Linked DNA regions of Hordeum vulgare: region 1 is linked to region 2. The links are chromatin contacts, called in public Hi-C maps. All regions are on one chromosome and are shown on one strand. Each heading gives the region's core, a stretch centred on a gene start, on an enhancer-like site or on the middle of the called end of the contact. The rest is flanking DNA. Distances are from core to core; before and after follow the strand shown. Region 1 has its middle 150 kb from the start of LOC123410479. Region 2 holds the start of LOC123410479 (tricin synthase 1-like).

Region 1 (6,753 bases), core at 3,738-6,237, 150 kb before region 2:
CACCGAATGCTGAATTCAGTATTCGACGAACCGGGAATCGTGGGAAGTTCCTGGGGCATCCCAAGGTTCGCCCCAGTAGGTTCCTCACCCACCGGCACCGGTTCAGTCGGTGGAGGCACTTCAGTCGGTGGAGGCACTTCGGTCGGGGGAGCGTTGGCGGCAGGGGCGGCAGCAGGAAGAGCGGCCTCAAGGACAGGCTCCAGGACAGGCTCTAGGACAGGCTCCACGACGGGGTCGGCTCTCCCCTGGTCACCCTCGTCCAGGCAGATCGCCCCTGACAAGCCAAATAAGATAACGCCTCAGAAAAAGAAAAGGATGACGCAGTCTACAGGAATAAAATACCCGACTCTCCCACAACATACCTGGCTGAGACGAAACGACGTCGTCCGTGTCCATGGGGTCGTCCCCTTGGCGGGCCGGCGAGGTCGCAGAAGTGGCAACCCTGTCGAGTGAAGTCCATTCGACTTGTAAAGCAGGAGTTCACTCGGTCAACAGAAAGAGTCGAAAGTTAGATTCACTTACGTGGAGGTGACGGGGATGGCCATCCTCATCCGCCGCAGAGCCTTCCTAGGTTTGGGCCCACTCGGCTTGGGCGCCTTGGAGGACTGGCCTGCAAGTTCAGCGGCTGTGTCCCTGGCCCTCTTGGTGCCTCGAACACTCGGTACCGCCGGGGCAGCAGGCGGAGCATTCGACGACGTAGGAGGGGCTGAAGGGACGGCAGGCTCATGCCGACGCTTACTCCGATGCTCTGGCCGCAGAGGTGGCGAATCTGGCTCTTCATCCTCTTCCTCTTCCTCGCTGTCTTCCTCCTCCGAATCCCCGCTATCGGAGATGTATTCGGTGCTCTCCACGCTCCCCTCCTGGCTGCCTTCTTCCTCCTCCTCCTCCGGATTCCCGTTCGAGACGGGGGAAGACCTGTTGGTCCACTCGTGCATGAGGTTCAGTCGGAAACATTAAGCATCACACGGAGGTATAAATAAACGACTGAAATCAAGACAGTTCAATGCACTCGGCTAATTCTACTCACCTGATTCGGTGGAGGGTGGTCCGCGCTATAAGGCGTCACTCGGCGGGGCTCCTCTGGGGTTCTCACAGGGACCCGTGATTTGGAGCACCCATGAGGTCACCTTCTCCTCGAGAATGCCCTCAACGTTGGTCCGAGTGGAATCCTCGGGCCCTGTGTAGTGCCACATAGCGTGGTGGCGGACCTGCAGAGGCTGGATTCGCCGACCGATGAAAACTTCCAGCAGGTCGATACCGGTGACTCCCCTCCTGACAACATCCACGAGTGCCTCGACCAAAGGCTGGATGTCGTTCTTCTCGGCTTTCGAGAGGGCGAGTTGCTTGGGCGGAGCAGGGCGGTCTAGACTAAATGGAGGCAGCCCAGTCGACGCGTTCGGACAGGCTATGTCCTGGCAGTAGAACCACGTCGACTGCCAGTTCCTAACCGACTCGCTCAACTGGAGAGCAGGGTAGCTGCTCCGACTCTTCTTCTGAAACCCTAAACCCCCGCAGAGCTGGAGGAGATGTGTCTTGTCATCCGACTGACTAAGACGTTTGATGGTTTGAGAGCGGGCGGAGAAGATATGTTTGAATAAACCCCAATGGGGGGGCAACCGATAAAGCACTCGCACAAAACAATGAAGGCAGAAAGGTGGGCGATGGCATTCGGAGGGAAGTGATGGAGTTGAGCACCAAAATGATTCATGATACCTTTGAAGAAAGGATGCGGGGGCAGAGAGAAACCTCTGTGAACATGGCTGAGGAGCAAGACGCACTCCCCCTCCCATGGAGCCGGCTCGACCTCGTCGTCCGCCGGTAGCCTCCACGACTTATGCACGAGCTGGCCGTGCTCTACCAGCTCCAGCAGGTCCCCCTTTGTCACCGTGGAGGGGAGAAAGTCTCCCTGGATCCACCCCGCCTGCAACGGCCGCTGCCGCCGCTGAGCAGCCGCCGCCTTGGTCTTCTTCTTCTTCCTCGCCTTCATCTTGCTGGTCTGACCTTTGGTCATGGCGGCGACGGTGAGCTCTCGAGAAGGAGGGGAAGAGAAGGGCGTATAGGCGCAGGAGGTGGCGAGGAAGACGGAGCAAGCAAGACCAAAGGATTCGGCGAGCGTAACCGAAAAGTCTCGTCGCCCAGAGTTAAATAGAGCACCGACTGGGTCGCTGGCGAGCGGGCCCGGAATCTTATCTGCCCAACCAGCCGCGGCGATATCAGTGGAGGAGTTGAAGGAGCGAGGATCGAGGAGTCAGGTGCTACTCGAGCGAGCTGACGTCGTCCCCGCTAAGCGCGCGGAACCCGAAATTTGAGATCCCGGAAAATCCGCCGCTGTCAGTTGACCGGTCGCGTCAAAAGATGTCGTGGAAGCACTCGGTTCCCGACAGTCTGTTTCGCAAGCACTTCCACTCGGAGCGTTGGTCGAGAGAGAGATAAAATGGATAAGGGCAAGCAACGCCCAAGCCGAACCTAGTTCGGTCAGATCTGAACCTCAAGCATTGCTTCGACGTTTCAACCCCAATCCATTCGGGGACTAATGATGGGGTCATAGTCCTAGGGTAGGGTCATAGGCCTGCCCTACACGTCCTACCCAAGGGCTACCTCACACAAGGGACAGGACCTTAAGTATGCCCCGACTGAATTAAGGTGCCCCCATCATCCAGTCGGTAGCAGGCCCAGAATCATCCAGTCGGAGACTAACATTCGGAGAACACCGGGCCTACCGACTGGATACACTCGGTGCGCCGTAACCTCTGTGGAGGGAAACTGATGTACCTTTTCCGGGTGCATTTACTAGCATTTAGAGTATACGTTACCTGTAACGTATGCATTCAATCGCCACTACTCCACCCTTGAATCAGAACCGTTGTGGAGGGCAGCGCACTCTATATAAGCCGCCCTCCCCCACTGGTAAAAGGGTTAGCAAATCTTTGTACTCCATATCACACTCGGTAACAAGCTCCGAGAGCACTCAGACGTAGGGCTGTTACCTCCACCGCAGAGGGGACCGAACTCATACAACCTCGCCGTAGCTAGGACTCTGTCCATCTCATTCGTACCCTACACATCTACTGTCAGGCTTATACCCACGACATCAGCGGTTCTCTTTCCTACAGATGGGTCAGCGGTTCGATAACGATGACGGCTTCTAAAACTTGTGCACGTGATGTACGCTTTAGATTTGTTGCATCGGTTGTATGTTCCGACACGTTATATGGATGGATCGGCGACGACACCTGTTTAGATATGGGAAGTGAGAGCACTCCACATTATCGGGTTTGTAGGTGTGAGTGATGGTTTTGGATGGTTTGATGTATGCTCTTGTGAGACCTTTGTTGAATAATTAATAAAGATGATTGTATGCATCAATTAGTGCAGAGTTGGAGACTTTAACCCCTTTTTAAAAGAAATCAACATTCGATGAAAATCAATAAAAACCATGAGAAAAAGATCTTTTAAACTTTTAAATTTTTTAAAAAATACAAGATGTTAAGAGAATGATGTTTATTGTCACGTGAAATTTTAAATTAAAACACAATACGAGATATGAGCTATGAAAAAGACAAAAAACAAAAAACATGGTTCAATAGTATCGAACAATAACTCCTCTATTCATGACTGAATTTGTCTTTTTAATAGCTCACACCTTGTAACGTGTTTTAATTAGGAATTTTATGTGGTAATAAAACATCATCTTTTTCACATTTTACTTTTCAATTTTTTTAACTTCAAAATATAATTTTCAAGAAAATTTGTTGAATATTAGTTTTCGTACGATATTTTCCCCTCGCGGAGAATAGTCGAGTAGCAGATAGCCAATCCAGTCACAATTGTCACGGCTGCCCTGACCTCTAGTTTGAATGACTGAACGCGACATCTTGGAAGATGCTTCTCTGCACAGATGAATTCTACAGTACTATCCCGAGATGATGCTTCTCCCGACAGGGATTGTCCAAAGACTCGTGTATCTGAACAAAACTCGCAATATTCTTCTGAAACTCTGGAGAAAGAAAAGGAGAGTTCTGTTCTCCCGTCCTGCTGCACCACACAATTCGCAGCCGCACTCCGCTCTGCTCTCCGTGGTTAGATTTTTACCCGGCCCGAGCGACGAGGCTGCGAGCGGCGTCTAAATTTGCTTCTCGTTCCCGGCCGATCCCTGGCAAGAATATTTGCTTGTCAAAGCATCCAGCTCCATGAGACATTTCAAAGAAAGAGACGCGTACACTTGGGGAGTGGCGACCGCGTTGTAGAGATCAAACTTATCTTCGTGTCCAGGTCAAACAAAGAAAAAAATAGAAAAAAAAACTTATCTTGGTGCCCTGGTCAAATATAGAAAAAAAAAGTTATCTTCGTGTCGAGGTCAAACAAAGCAAATAACTTATCTTCCAGTCATCGTTCCATCACTTGTCGCCATCACAATTCACAAGTCCTTGGAGATGAGTCAGCTGCAAGAAGATAACAACAATTCATTTGTGACCCCTTCCCGCGTGATCAGTGTACTCAAATCCCTTGGTGTGTCTCTGTAATTCGGTGAAAGCACTACTTTTAGTCCGTCGAAAATGTTAACAATATGATATCAAATTTTTGTCATTTTCTAAATATTATTCCCGATAATGCGAGTTGATGGGTCACCTTCTCTAGCTCTCCTCTCCAGATACAGGGTGGCGAGTTCGCTAGCCGTCGTTAGATATAAATACTACTTACTTCGTCCGAAAATACTTGGCCTAAAAATATATAAAATAGATGTATTTATAATTAAAATAAGTCTAGATACATCTATTTCTTGGACAAGTTTTTCCGGAGGGAGGAAGTATGTGATTTTCATGTAAAATTTGTGCATACGAGGTGTTCTCCAAATTAAACAATACAACCATGCAGACACGCCTTTCTACAACGGGTTATTTAGTCGTGGTCGTGGGCAGCACACCTTTGCTTCGTGCACGCCGCAAGCCCTCAAGCATCTCCCACTTCACGGCCGTCTGCGTCAAACAGCGGCTTGGTATTCACCAGACAAAAAAAAAACAGACAAAATTATCCACCCCATTCCTAGTCTGCTCTCCGATTCATGGATTAGTTTGGTTTGTTGCCGCGGCCGCCGGATGTTGAATAGCAGGTGACCAGCTGATTCGAATATCCATTCGGGGTGCTATTTTTGCAAGTGGGGCTGGTTTGTGTCGCTATTCAGACGCCTTGTACCGCCAATTATAGAAAGTCTACCAGGAGCAGCTAAACTTTAGGGGACTCATACACGTCCACCGTCCGATGTGTGTTATACGTTCGCCATCTCGATAATCATTGGATCTATGCATGGACAACCGTTCGATTGATCTCGTGTCATGTTCTGTTTGTTTTCTCCCTATTCATTGATTTTCATAACTACGACTTTGTTGCACAAACAACTGTTTTGCTCCAAACCCGACAAACTTGTGTTCAGTAAAGATCTGTAGGGTAAACATGTGTAAAATATTTTTTGCAACAAAGGTCGTGTTATGGAAACACATGTAAAATATTTTTAGAGTAGAGTTGTTATATAATATGTTCTGCAACAAAGATCGTGTTGCGGAAATATTTGTAGAATTCCTTTTTACAACAAAGTTTGTTATAGAATATTTTCAGCAACAAAGATCATGTTGAAGAAGTATTTGATGATTTTTTTACAGTAGAAATCATGTTGCAGAAACGTGTGTATTTTTTTAACACAGGTCTTGTTGCACGAAATTTGTGCAACAATAATAGTGTTGCAGAAACTGTACAACGGCGACACCAACGGTTGCGATGTGGAACCACGGAGATGGCGGAGGAGGCTACAACGACATCGCACGTGCCTCGCGGAGGTGGGCCGACGGGTGCTACAGTTCATGCGTCAGGACACGTGAAGGCGGAGAGGTAGACGGTAGTGGGTCTCATCACGACACGTAGTTTGTAGCGAAGGAGACGCACGCTTGCGCGGTATCAGCCGGGCGAATGGAATTGTTTTCCTAAACTTTACCTATTAGAAGAGTAATCTATACCCAACAGCCTTCTTAGATCATGGACCTCTCAAGCCCATCACAAACGATCAGACAGATCATCCGGTGGTTAAAAAAACGACCGAGACAAGCATCCTAAATGGCCCTCAAACGTCCAGGCTGATTGACACCCATCATATCTAGTCCAAATATGAGGCGGATATGGATCGCCCGGGTGCGTCCGTCACGTCGGACCCGACAACCCGACCCTACCGTAAATTGCACCAAATCTACCCCCATCGACCTATCGGATCCATTTGCTCTCTCCTTTCTTCTTTCTCCTCTATGTCGTCCGTCTCGTAGTTGCGTCGTCGTGCGCGCTTCACAGCCATTCCGAGCATCTATGCCACCAACACCGACACGGCACTCCTGTTTCCCATCTTTGTCATCGGCGACGCAATCGTCGGTCCGGACGCCACCACGGCACGTGTGGCAACTCCCAAGCTACCCTCGCATTCTACGTGTTCGACACATTATTTGACCTAGATTTTTTGTGATCTTTATTGGGAAAACAATGAATTATGATGCTTCGTTGGACGTGGAGTATGGACCGGCAGAGCTTGATCAAATGATTCAAGATGAGTTCTTCAATTCCTCGGATTCGGACGAAGAAATGGATCTGATCATGCTCACGAGCATGCAAAAAAAAATGGACCGGCAAGTGGAGCATATTCTCAATTTCAACGGCTTAATCAAAGGGAGAAGAGTGATCGATAGGGTATCCGACACAAAGCAATTGCATAAGGAC
Region 2 (6,961 bases), core at 3,636-6,135:
ATTGAATCTCGGGCAAGTAATATACCGATGGACAAAGGGAACTACATACGCGATTAGTTGAATCCTTGACATCGTTGGTTCGACCAATAAAGATATTTGTAGAATACGTAGGAACCAATATGGACATCTAGGTCCCTCTATTGGTTATTGACTGTAGAGGTGTCTCGGTCATGTCTGCATAGTTCTCGAACCCGCACGGTGTGGACACTTAATGTTCGATGACGATACAGACATAATAGAGTTATTGTGTTGGTGACTGAAGGTTGTTTGGAGTCTCGAATGAGATCCCGGACGTCATGAGGAGCTCTGTAATGGTTCGGAGATAAACATTTATATATAGGAAAGTGGTATTCAGGTCCCAGAAAGGTTTCAGGTGTTTTCGATATTGTACCCGGAGTGCCGAAAGGGTTCCGAGGGTCCACCAGGAGGGGCCCACCTACCCCGGAGGGCACACGGGCCAAAGAGGTGGCGCACCAGCCCCTGGTGGGCTGGGCAGCCGACCCATATAGGTCCCATGCGCCCAAGTGTGGAGGAGCAGTCCTCCCTAGGGTGTCCGCCTCCCTTGTTGGAGGTGGACTCTTCCGCTCTTTTGCCAGCCATCCCTCGTTGGAGGAGGGCCCAAGGTTGTTCCCTACCTACCCCCTCCTCCTATATATATAGAGGGATAGTGATGGCATGACCACCCCAAAGGCATAGGTGCAACCCTACCTCTCTCCCTAGATCGATTTCTCCTCTCAATCGCGTGTGTGGTAGCGCTTGGTGAAGCCCTGCTGAGATCGCACGACCACCACCACCATGCCATTGTGTTGCCGGAGAACTCATCTAGCACTTCAGCCAGGCTCTCTAGATCAAGTTGGTGAAGGTTTCATCGGGTTGTACGTGTGCGGAGCGCGGAGGTGTCGGTCGTTCGGCATTTGATCGGAACGTTCTTGATTGGATCGCGGAATTGATCGTGATTGGATTGCGAAGACGTTCGACTACATCAACCGCGTTTCTTAATGCTTCTGCTTAGTGATCTACAAGGTTATGTACATGCACTCCTCCTCTCGTAGATGTTGATCTCCATAAATTGATATTGGTGATCGTAGGAAAAAATTTGTTTCGCATGCGACGTTCCCTAACATTAGGGAAGTTGGATATCTTTTAAAATGTCCTTTTGTGGTTCTTATTTTATTTGATCTTGCTACTCTATATGAGATTTGGTGAATATATTCCAATGTATCACAAAAATCATTGATGAAAGTAACAAAAAAATCTGCACGGACAAGATGGGACCGAAGATGCAACCGCACGTTGGGCGACCAACCGGTGCAAACACATATTCGAACAAACACGGACCCATTCCCACTTTCAAACAAAAAAAAACCGGACAAAACACACTTTTGTTTAGGATCATGCGTTGGAGTTGTCCTTAGAGCATCTACATTCGAACGCCTCAAACGACCCTCATACGTTCACGAACGCGCCGAGTCAGTAATCGAGTAGGAAAGAGAAGGAAAAAACATGATCCAACCGGACCCCTCGTATCATTCCTATAAGCGCGGGTTGTCCGCGAACCCATATCCATCTCAAATATAAGGAGGATATGAGGGCTCATGGACGCATCCGGTCAGCCCGTCACGTAGGACACGACCCCATCCCGGATCACTTTTTCTTTTTCTTTATTCACTTTTTCTTTCTCTTTCTTCATCTCCATCAATCACGTGCAAGTGACCGGGCATATGAGGAGGAAAATAAAGAGTATGGATGCGTAGACAAATAAATTGAGGACACGCTCGATTATTGACCGAACATTTAAAGGGTCATATCTGCTATGTCTTGCTCTAGATGCTCTTAGAGCAACTCCAACGCGAATGACGCTTTTGTCCGTTTTTTGTTTGTTTGGATCGGCCATCCGCTCGGCATCTGTCCTGTTTAACATTTGGGCTGGCAGTGGGCCCAACGCATGCGACCCATATTTGTCGGCGTTGCCGACTGGTTGCCCTTTTTCAACAAATATGCACACATTTTGCATTACTTGACATGGAGACATATAGAAAAATAACATAGTTTCACAACAAAAAAAATCATAGTTTTCAAATAAATAAGTACAAATTTACCAACCAAATAATAATTTAAATTATCTCAAATACATATGAAAAAGATACATATATTGGTTGACAACATGAGCCCACATATGTTCAACCAAATCATTTTGCATCTGCATGTGAGTTTTTCAACTACCTATTTCGTAATAAAATTGGGCAAACTGTTCAAAAGTTACCGCTCCTCCATGCTCAGACACAACATTCTCACTTTAAAATTAAAATTCTCGATTGTAGATACATTTGGGACGCTCATTTTCTACAATCATATTATGCATAATAACACAAGTTGTCATCACCTCCCACAGCTTCTTGATGCTTCAAGTCCTAGCAGGGTTCCGAACGATGCCCCATCGGGATTGCAAAACACCAAAGGCATGCTTGACGTCCTTCCTAGCATACTCTTGCTCTTGGTCAAATCTTTCCCTCTTCTCTCTGATAGGATCGGGGATTGTTTTCATAGTAGTGGTCCACTAAAGATAGATACCGTCATCTAGGTAGTATCCTTGTTCGTAGTTGTGCTCGTTGACGATAACATTCACCGATGGCTGTTGCCTTCTGCAAGCCTTGCAAACACCCGCGAGCATTGAAGCACGTTGATATCATTATGTGATCCGGCCATGTCGAAGAGAGAGTGACAGATCCAGAGATCTTGTGAGGCCACGGTCTCAAATATGACAGTGCAAGCCGTGACATGACCCTTATACCGCCCTTGCCAAGTGGTAGGCCAATTTTTCCACTCCGAGTGCATGCAGTCTATGCTGTCAAGCATCCGTGGGAAGCCCCCGGTGGCATTCATCGCCAACAAGCGGGATGTATCTCAAGGAGTCGGCTCTCTCAATTACTCAGAGTCAAACACACAAATCACACCCTTGCAAAATCTGTACATGAACTCTAGCCATGTAGACTCGCTCATACGGACGTACTCGTCAATGAGATTACCGGGCACTCCGTATGCAAGCATCCGGATGGCTGCAATGCATTTCTGATAAGATGGGAAGCCAATATTTCCAAGGGCGTCCTCTTTACACTCGAAATAGTTATTGCATCCGACCACCCCCTCTCTAATACGGTTGAAAATATGCCTAGCCACACGGAAAACGCCGCCGCAATTTCTGATGTTTGAACAGCGGGTTGGTTGTGTCAAAGTAGTCCTTTCAAAGAAAGAAATGACCACTCTCTCGGTTACGATTCAATGTCGAAAAGTGTCCAGGCTATTAAGGTGGTGATGGACCAACACGACGGCCAAGATCTCCTCCTCATCACCGGACGAGGAATCGTCGAAGTCACAAAGAAATTGTGGAAAAAGAACCCGTCGACAGGATCCATTTTATACCTCGGCAAACTGTCGAACAGATTGCAGGCGTCGTCGAAGAAGTTGGTCGCGCGTGTCGTCTCGTGTTCGCGTCGATGCAAATCAAGCTAAATAATGAGCCGGAAATGAATCGGTAGACGGAGGAAAAGCAAACACGTGCCAGTTTGGATACTTTTCTGTCCGTCACGATGCAAACAGACACGCAAGGATAAAATGAATCAGCCAATTGGAGTTGCTCTTGGAGCTCCCATCATAGCATAGCAGTTAGTCCGGAGCGGTTGCAACCGACGTGGGCACGATCGTCCGTTCGTCCCGTCCTCTGGCTTGCTTCCGCACGCGACGGACCCGTCCTCGCCGACAAACGTTGCGTGCAGAAGCCGGTGATCTTGTTCTCTACCGGCGCGAGGCACATCATTGCAGTTCGCCGAACGCCGATCGGTGGTTTCCTCGCGCCAACTTAATCTCGTCGACTCGATGGGATGGCTCTACTTTACTTATTAGCCTTGCACTCTGCTCGAAGGCTACAGTATTTCGACCAAGACACGTATAGCGCTCCGGTGGAGGCAGAGGGGTCCTGCTCGATTTACTCGCTGGCCCCGTGATGCATCTGCCCAATAATCAATTCTGTCCGCAAGCAGCACGCCAAACTTCATCGGAAAAAGAAAAGCAGCACGCCAAAGCGCCTCCTTAAATCGGAGATTTTTCACCAACCGCCAGCCAGGGGGTGATCACCGCGCTGACAGCCAAAGCGCGGTGGGGCGGCATGTGGTGGGGGTTGGGGTTGGGGGTGGGGTGGGGGTGGGTGGAAAACTCGAAAGCATGATTAGCGACTGAAGCTTCGTGCTCAGGTCCTGTTTCTTTAAAAAGCCGAAGGACTTTTTTTTGTCTCAACTAAAAAGTCTCTAGTTCCTATCTGTTTCTTTCCAAGAACTAAATATGGACTAGAGGTCATTAAATAACATGAAAAAAACCATGTTATCCCTAGTAATATAATAGAAGTTATTAAATGACATGCTAAAAGTAGAGGCATTGTTGGAAAAAGAGTCAAAAAAGTCCCAAAAAGTCTCTCCCATAGGGACTTCTTACTTTAGTTCCAAATACCCATTTTAGTTCCTAGAAGTCCCTCCTGTTTCTTTCACATAAGACTAAAAGGAACTTTTTTAGTCCCTACATCAAAAAAATCTCTGGAAAGAAACACCCCCTCAGTCCCTCAGTCGTTGATGGACGCTCTCCCAATTTTCCTAATCAAAATTGCATCCACGATCGATACACAGCGGAGCAGGTAGGTGGCGGTAGGAATCTGATCGTGATGGATCATCGCCATACGTGCATGTGGCATGGGCTAGCACGATTGGAGGGGCCGGCACGCCAGACAAAGAATAATTAAAGCAAGAGAAAAAATACTGTGCTAAAGCTGGTAGTGGTCGATGGTTTCCTCTTTTTACAAGGCGAGTGGGCGTATTCTGGTAGGTGGATCCATGGACACCAACCCCGCCAGCGGCCGGTGGATAAATACAGGCACGTCGAGGCTGTGGGTGGACAGACACTCGATCCAACTCATTCCCCTACCCTGCTACCCAGGCACCACCAACCCAGGCAGAGCTAGCGACCAGAGCCATGGCGCCCAGCGGAGACAACACCGTGGCCAACGTCCACAGCGGCATCGACAGCACCAACAAGACGCTGCTCAAGAGCGACGCCCTCTACACCTACATCCTCGACACCACCGTGTTCCCCCGCGAGCACGAGTGCATGCGCGACCTGCGCCTCATCACCGACAAGCACCCCTGGTACGTACAGTATCATCTTCTTCCTCTGCATGCACGCTCCCACGTCCATCTCGATTGATCGATGTTACTAGCTAGTTACTTGTGGTTGCTGATAGATCTGGCTCTGATTCTTTGGATTCAGGGGTTACATGCAGTCGTCCTCGGACGAGGCGCAGCTGCTGGGGATGCTGATCAAGATGGCAGGGGCCAAGAAGACGATCGAGGTGGGCGTGTTCACGGGCTACTCGCTGCTGGCCACCGCGCTGGCGCTCCCCGAGGACGGCAAGATCGTGGCCATCGACACCGACCGTGAGTGCTACGAGGTGGGCCGCCCCTTCATCGAGAAGGCCGGCATGGCGCACAAGGTGGACTTCCGCGAGGGCACCGGCCTGGAGCGCCTGGAGGAGCTCCTCGCCGAGGACGATGGCGCGGCCAGCTACGACTTCGCGTTCGTGGACGCCGACAAGCCCAACTACGTGCGCTACCACGAGCAGCTGCTGCGGCTGGTGCGCGTCGGCGGCACCATCATCTACGACAACACGCTCTGGGGCGGCACGGTGGCGCTGCCGGCGGGCACGCCCTTGTCCGACCTCGACACCCGCTTCTCCGCCGCCCTCAGGGACCTCAACGCCAAGCTCGCCGCCGACCCGCGCATCGAGGTCTGCCAGCTCGCCATCGCCGACGGCGTCACCATCTGCCGCCGCGTCGTCTAGACGGGCGTCCGGTCAGGTCCGGCGTGAAGCATCGGGATCCGCCGTGCGTGGAGTCGATTTCGTTCCTTACCAGCCGCTTCCCTTAATCAATTGTATTATTTTTCCCTGCCAGCGCTGGCTAGCGTGAAGCATCTGATGGTTTCGAGTTTTCAATAATACTTTTTTGCTTTCGAAATTTGATGAGAGGAGAGGGAGGAGTGGTTCTACTTATGTACTGTACTCTTAAACTAAATATGGTGTTGCAATGACGAGGTCGCGTATATGGATGTCGTTGTCACCCGCCTCATTGTTAAGTTTATCTCACTTGCATTGTTAAATGCGAGAAGGTCAGACACGCCGGATGTACTGTAACGTATAGCGACATGAAGTGTTGATTTAAACAACATGCAGCGACGGGGACACCGCGACTTGTCTGGTCGATGTTGTGCGAGCTGTACAACCGCCATCCCAGGCGTCCGGTCAGTGACCAAAGGAAAAAAAGAGATCGAAATATCACTTTTGTACATGAACTTCCATATAAAAACAAATATAGATAAGATATAAGACTCGCCGACGTGTTTAATTAGTCCGGCGAGTCCAACGACCCACCTCAGATCTTTTTTTTCTTTTTCTTTATTCATTATTTTTTCTTTTTTCGCCTCCACCAACTCTATAAATGAGAAAATGAGAAATGCAGATATATGTACGCCTAAATAAAAGATTAAAATGAACACGCTTGATCACTAACCGAACACGTCCGTAGACGTTTAAAGAATCAGATTTGTTAAGATCAGTTATAGACGCTCTTAAACTCTATTTAAAGGATCAAATTTGTTAAGATCAGTTGTAGATGCTCTTAAACTCTATGTTAGAGCATCTACAATCGACTTTGCAAATCCTACCCTCTATATGTTTGGAGACGTGTTCGGACGCGTCTGCTAACAATGTGAGACTACTCTTATTTGGGTTGCCGCACATTCACACCGCACATTCACAAACTTTAAATGCGAATTGTCGAATCTATACAATCCATACACATCGATCATATGATACAAATCATTTCAATTCAACGGTTCAAAAGAAAACGATGAAGCAAAACAA

What was found. A called contact is a pair of places that touch in the nucleus more often than the background predicts.
Region 1: a Hi-C map of leaf shows a contact between it and region 2, with 2.1 times the contacts expected there. The contact joins the enhancer-like site here to the promoter of LOC123410479 in region 2. A contact is called at or near these places in 2 of 6 Hi-C or Micro-C datasets (leaf and seedling) and 1 of 1 datasets of contacts at active chromatin or transcription factors (embryo).

What each region holds. Positions count from the first base shown.
Region 1 is chr7H:161,883,140-161,889,892 of MorexV3_pseudomolecules_assembly, reverse strand. No RefSeq gene overlaps it. Among protein-coding and RNA genes, the nearest start is that of LOC123410479, 150 kb to the right of the region's middle. Within about 2 kb of position 4,987, at least 1 of the 3 cell types and tissues checked has open chromatin away from gene starts, as enhancers often do. A contact at or near this core is called in leaf, where this site is marked.
Region 2 is chr7H:161,733,059-161,740,019 of MorexV3_pseudomolecules_assembly, reverse strand. It overlaps LOC123410479 (tricin synthase 1-like), which reads left to right and starts at 4,885. Exons shown (of 2, transcript XM_045103426.1): 1 at 4,885-5,189; 2 at 5,311-6,129. The coding sequence starts at 5,017. The coding sequence ends at 5,881.